2 separate regions of the Mus musculus genome follow, and region 2 is linked to region 1. A link is a contact called in public promoter capture Hi-C data. All regions are on one chromosome and are shown on one strand. Each heading gives the region's core, a stretch centred on a gene start, on an enhancer-like site or on the middle of the called end of the contact. The rest is flanking DNA. Distances are from core to core; before and after follow the strand shown. Region 1 holds the start of Tmem18 (transmembrane protein 18). Region 2 holds the start of Bcap29 (B cell receptor associated protein 29).

Evidence for each region. Promoter capture Hi-C pulls out the DNA fragments that hold promoters and counts their contacts.
Region 2: a contact with region 1 is called in a promoter capture Hi-C map of liver, with 2.7 times the contacts expected there. The contact joins the promoter of Bcap29 here to the promoter of Tmem18 in region 1.

The regions. Positions count from the first base shown.
Region 1 is chr12:30,583,124-30,585,855 of GRCm38.p6, reverse strand. Tmem18 (transmembrane protein 18) reads right to left here and starts at 1,413. Exons shown (of 5, transcript NM_172049.2): 1 at 1,294-1,413; 2 at 266-386. The coding sequence starts at 1,350.
Region 2 is chr12:31,633,263-31,635,994 of GRCm38.p6, reverse strand. Bcap29 (B cell receptor associated protein 29) reads left to right here and starts at 1,337. Exons shown (of 8, transcript NM_001164090.1): 1 at 1,337-1,390; 2 at 1,615-1,732. The coding sequence starts at 1,641.

The DNA.
Region 1 (2,732 bases), core at 164-2,663:
AGAAAACATCTACATGAGAGATAAATTGCACTGAACTCAAAGCAGGAATTATCTGTGTAAGAGTCAGCATAAGAGAATCAACATCTTAGTGTACAGATGTTTGGCATCCTTAGTGACCAACCTAGAACATGTCCAAAGATTACTTCATGATCTCCATATAGAAATGAAGGCTTGGGAAACGCTGTGAAAACACAACGCAAACAAACCCAGGGGCAGTATCGCAGCAATGAGAGTGAGCAGAGGGATTCAAGGTTCTCCTACTCACCCAGACACAGGAAGTGCCCGATCTGTAGCTTATACCTCTGTGAGGAGAAGCAAGTGAGAAGGAGGCACAGCAGGTGGAAGGCAAGGAGTCCTAGGAGCCACGGCTCTGTCCAGTCTGTCTCCTGTGAGGAGATAGCGTTAGAAACCTGGAGGGCAGCGAAACGAAACTGCTTTCCTGTGGGGAGTGGGAGCTACTGGTCCCTTCCATTGAGTTTGGGGGTCTTCCATTGGTGTTTGTATACAACCAGAACTCTCAGACAAGCAGGAGCAAGCGAGAGGAAACAGCGATGCCTCAATTGCAAACACAGTCACAGATTTTTATATAAAGATTTTAAAGTCTGAGCACACAGGATGGAAACTACTGTCCACTTGCCTCTTTGGACTGGGTGAAATCTAGAGGGTTATTATCAACTAAACTAACGAGCTAAGTAAAGTCATGTTAACTTGGAATGTGTGAAGCTGCGTACACCAAGCTCCTCTGTGCATGGAGGTCTGGAAATGAGAGCCATCCTAACCTGCAGAGCTGACTGTCCCTGACACTTCTGCACCATGCAGCCGGCTAGTGTGCTTTGGGGTCTTAAGTACAGTCCCCAAGGCTCCAATCTTTCTGATTCTGTCTCCAACTAATATTAAGTTCCTAGTCCCGACTTCTTAGAGCTTCCCATGCCATTTTCCAAGGGCACGGCTCCGCAAGGCAAGACCAGCTCCTCTATCTGGAGCCCTAAAGCTCTTGGGGACAGCTTGAAGTCCAGTTACTGGGTAACGCTCATCTCTTCTGTGCCACATCGGAAAGACAGCGCACTTGAGAGTCTCTCCAGACACTGGCAGGGAAGTCAATGTATGGCGCTAAGACGCCACCGGGGTGAACACTGGTGTTGGGGACTCAGAGGACGGCCGGTGCGCACCCGGGAGCTGCCCCATCCAGCGGAGCAGGGAGCGGCTTCAGGCAGCCCGCCCGCCCCTGCGCAGTTCTCGCAAGAACTAGCAAACCCCACCAAACGCCGGCGCCACTTAGAGCCTGCGAGTTACCATGATCACCGCAGGGATGCTGACTGGGAAGGATCGGACTGAGTATGCGGACGACATCGCGCCAGGGATCCCAACAGCCGGGACGAGTCCGCAGCTTCCGACAGCCGGGAAAGGCGCTTAGACTTCTCGCGAGATCTACGGGTACGAACCTGGCGCTTGGCTCTTCTCGCGAGAGTTCTGACTTTTTTTTTTTTTTTTTTTTTAAAAGAGCGTCCAACTTTCGTTATTGCAGTAGTGCATTTCTGTAAGAAGTGTCAACGTGCTCACCTAGTTCTGTTTCTTCCAGACTGCCCAGAAAGCGGAGGGTTCGTGGGTTCCACAGATGCAGCCGGCGGCTGGGGAGAGTTTGCCAGGGTCCGATGGCATCCTTGCTCCAGTAGCCCGCCAGGCAGCCGGCAGGAATCCCACTTCTACCCCAGTGGGATAAGGACACCAACCCACCCACAAAACTTTTCACCTCAAATTTGTCTTGCCTAAAAGAAATGCAGGCACAAAGATGAAGCAGAGACTGGAGGAATGGCCAACCAATAACCAGCCCAACTTGAGACCCATCCTATGGGCAAGCACCAATCCCTGACACTATTAATGATACCCTGCTATGCTTGGGGACAGGAGTCTAGCATAGCTGTCCTCTGAGAGGCTCCAGCCAGCAGCTGACTGAGACAGATGCAGAGACCCACAGCCAAACACTGGACTGAGGTCGGAGACTTTTATGGAAGAGTTGGGGGAAGGATTGAAGGTCTTTAAGGGGCTGGGAACCCCACATGAGGGCCAAAAGAGTAACTAACCTGGACCTCTGGGAACTCTCAGAAACTGAGCTGCCAACCAAAGAACACACATGGGATGGACCAAGGCCCCTGAAACATAAACAGCAAAGGCGCAGCTCAGTCTCCATGTGCACACACACACACACACACACACACACACACACACACACACACACACACACAACTGGGGCAGAGGCTCTCCTAAAGCTGTAGCCTGACTGTGGTATCCATAGCCCAACAGGCCTCAGTGGGAGAGGATGTGACTAATCTGGCAGAGACTTGATGCACCAGGGTTGGGGGAATACCCAGTGGGGGCTCACCCTCTCAGAGGAGATAGGGAAGGTGGGAAAGGGTCTCTGTGAGGGGTGACCTGAAGGGGGTAGCGTTTGGGATGTAAATAAAATGAAATAAAAAGTCCCAGGATGAATATAGTGTCAGGTCTCACCATGCTGGATAGATAGCAGCTGAATCCTATAATCCACACAGCCCTTACCCAGAGAAATGGGCTGCCAATGGTGTCTGTACCACAGGATTCCTGTCCCACGAAACCGAGATAGACATTCCATCAATAGGACATAGTGAAGCAGCCCTATCCAGTAGACTGGTGCATATGGTATCTGCCCCCAAGGCCAGCAATGAATATACAGTCAGTACTTGCAGATGTAGGATGGG
Region 2 (2,732 bases), core at 88-2,587, 1.1 Mb before region 1:
AAAGGCATGCGCCACCATTCCCGGCGCATAGACATTTCTAATAGACACTTAGCAGAAGGACACTACAAACCCAAATGAACATGGGCTGCTCAAAAGTCATGATTAAATTAAGCATCTGAGCAACTGCACAACAGCCTTACAGGGGATTTTTAACCTTTTGAAGTTACATTCTGAGATTTGCAAATATTCACATATGTTGAAAACCTGGAAGTATTTGGAGTTCCCTTTTAGATTCCTAGTTTTGTTAATAAAAGAATGCCAAAGCTTTTTTTAAAGGGCAATACTATTAATTTGGAATTAAAAACAAACAAAACAAAACAAAAAAAAAAGGTAGCCAAGGGGATGGAGAAGAGGAGGAAAAAGACAAAAGTTACATCTTTAGGCATAAAGGGTCCAATAACACTGCCTTGTTCAGAAATGAAGGTCTACCAGTACTTCCGGGAGGGGGCAGGTATTCAGAAATGAGAAAGCCCATTATCAGCAGAAAGCTTGCTTAGGCTTTTGGCCATCCACTAAAGAAAAACAGAGGCAGGTGTTAGGCTTTTCTGAATTAGAACCCAGAAAACCAAGCAAGCTTACTACTGCCACAGGGCAGAAGGAAGCTCCTTCAAGGAGTGCCATCTTGGGATGTGTAAGTGCTGCGTCGTATTAATGGAATAATTATCCCTCCCACCTCTTTAACACATCTCCAAGTGAATCCTTTTTCCTGGATAGTGAACTCCTGGCCAGCTTAATGGAGACAGTATGTAATGTAGTATGTAATGTTATCGGGATGCCAAGTCTCTACTTGGAGCAGGGATATTACAGGAATTGACCAGAAAGCCTAAGGAGAGGCAGTAGTTAGGTTTTTCTTTCTAGTGTTACCAGGGAAACCAGAGGTGGAATGCAAAGTTAACCAAGCATGAGAGCATCCACCCTCAAAGGTTTCTGGGGCCTATCTAGTTACCTAAGGGAATATGGTTAGGTAAAGGAGTAGACCCAGCAGTTCCCACAAGTTGCCTGGTCTTGCCTATGGGCACGGTAGGACCAGGAAAACAGCATGCAAAACACAAAACGCTCCACAGACCCCCCAGGCCTGGGCCATGACTTAAATTCAGTTTAGCTCCGGGCAGGGAGGCAGGTTACCACCCTAGGGCACCTGGCTGGGTCCCACCATAGACCCGGGCCCTGGCTCCCGTCATCCGGCATCAGCCGCATCGGGGATCAGCCCTCCGGGGATACCGAGCCCACGTGGAGGAGCCTCGGCCGCCTCACGCCGCGCACCAGGAAACAAGGGCCGCGGGAGGCGCGGTCGCGCCAGTGTGACCTCAGCCGGGCCCGGCGCGCTCCCGGCGGCGTGGGACGTGCGCGCGCAGGCGGGCGGCGGGGCACGCGGAGCGATCGGCGGCGGGTAAGCCTGACGGGCGGCGGGCGGCCCCGCTGCTGACCTCGCGTCCGGCGGCTCGGGCCGCGGCGTTCTGCGGCCCGAGCCACCTCGGGACCGGGGAAGAACCTGCGGGGCCGTCCGGCGCACTGCCTCGTCACCCGGAGTTAGGCGAACTCCCGGCAGGCCCCACGCCGCGTGTCTGGCCGTTCACCCATGTTTCTCTAAAATTGAAATCTTTCTCTGTATAGGTGTGAAGAAAAAACAAAACAAAACGATGACAATCCAATGGGCGGCGGTTGCCAGCTTTCTTTATGCTGAAATAGGACTCATTTTACTCTTCTGTCTGCCCTTTATTCCTCCACAGAGGTAGGAAACCGTCAGATCCTTAACAGTACCAAATGTTTGATTAGCTTCTTCAGGCTACGGCGTGCGATGCTCTTTGTAAGGTTAGAAAGTTTTGGGAGGGCCGGCGGGGTGGCTCAGTAGGTAAAGGGCCCTTGCAGCCAAGGGAGAGAATTTCAGTTCGATACCCAGAAACCACCTGGTGGAAGGGGAACCGACTCCACAAAGTTGTCTTCTGACCGCCACACTTCCACCCTGGGACGCCCAGAAACACCCATGCACGCACATAAACACATGATGAATACACATGCATACATACAACAAATGGATAATTAAATAAAAGATGGGAGCCAATTATATAAAAGGTAGTCTTTAAAAATGAAACTCAAATTTGCAATCTGGTAACTATTAAAATTCTACTTTATATAAAGCTTGATTCTGTGTACAAATAGATTTTCACCTCCTTTTTAAAAGAACCTAGGTTTTTTTGGGGGGTGGGTGTCTTGATTACAGGTATAATAAAGCCATGGTTATGCCTTGGACATCTTTCCTGTCTATATATCTATATTCTCTCTCTCCTCTCTCCTTCCTCCCCCTTCATCCTCTTCCCCCACCCCCCACCGCCTCTTCATTTCTCTCCTTCCTCTTCCCCCTCTTCCTCTCTCCCTCCCCTTCCCCTAAACTGCCCTGCATTTGAGCAGAGAAATAAAAGGATGGGTGCAAAACTGTTTACTTGGGACAATAAAATGGACTGGCTCAGGGTCCACGCAGTCTTTCAAAAACTTGAAACTCCTCATCTGCTTGGTTTGCAGCTCTTCTCTGTCCTGGTCTCCACACCATGCCCTTTCCTTCCCTCACAAGAAGCAGTAACTCATACTGTAGGAAGGGATGTACCAAGTTCTTCCCACCAACCATGGGTTCTATAGATCACATGCTTAAGGCCAGAAAGGCTCTGTTCCATAACCTAAGTCACCTAACTGGTCAGTGTCAGACTCCAGATGAGATCCTTAGCTTACAGTCACAC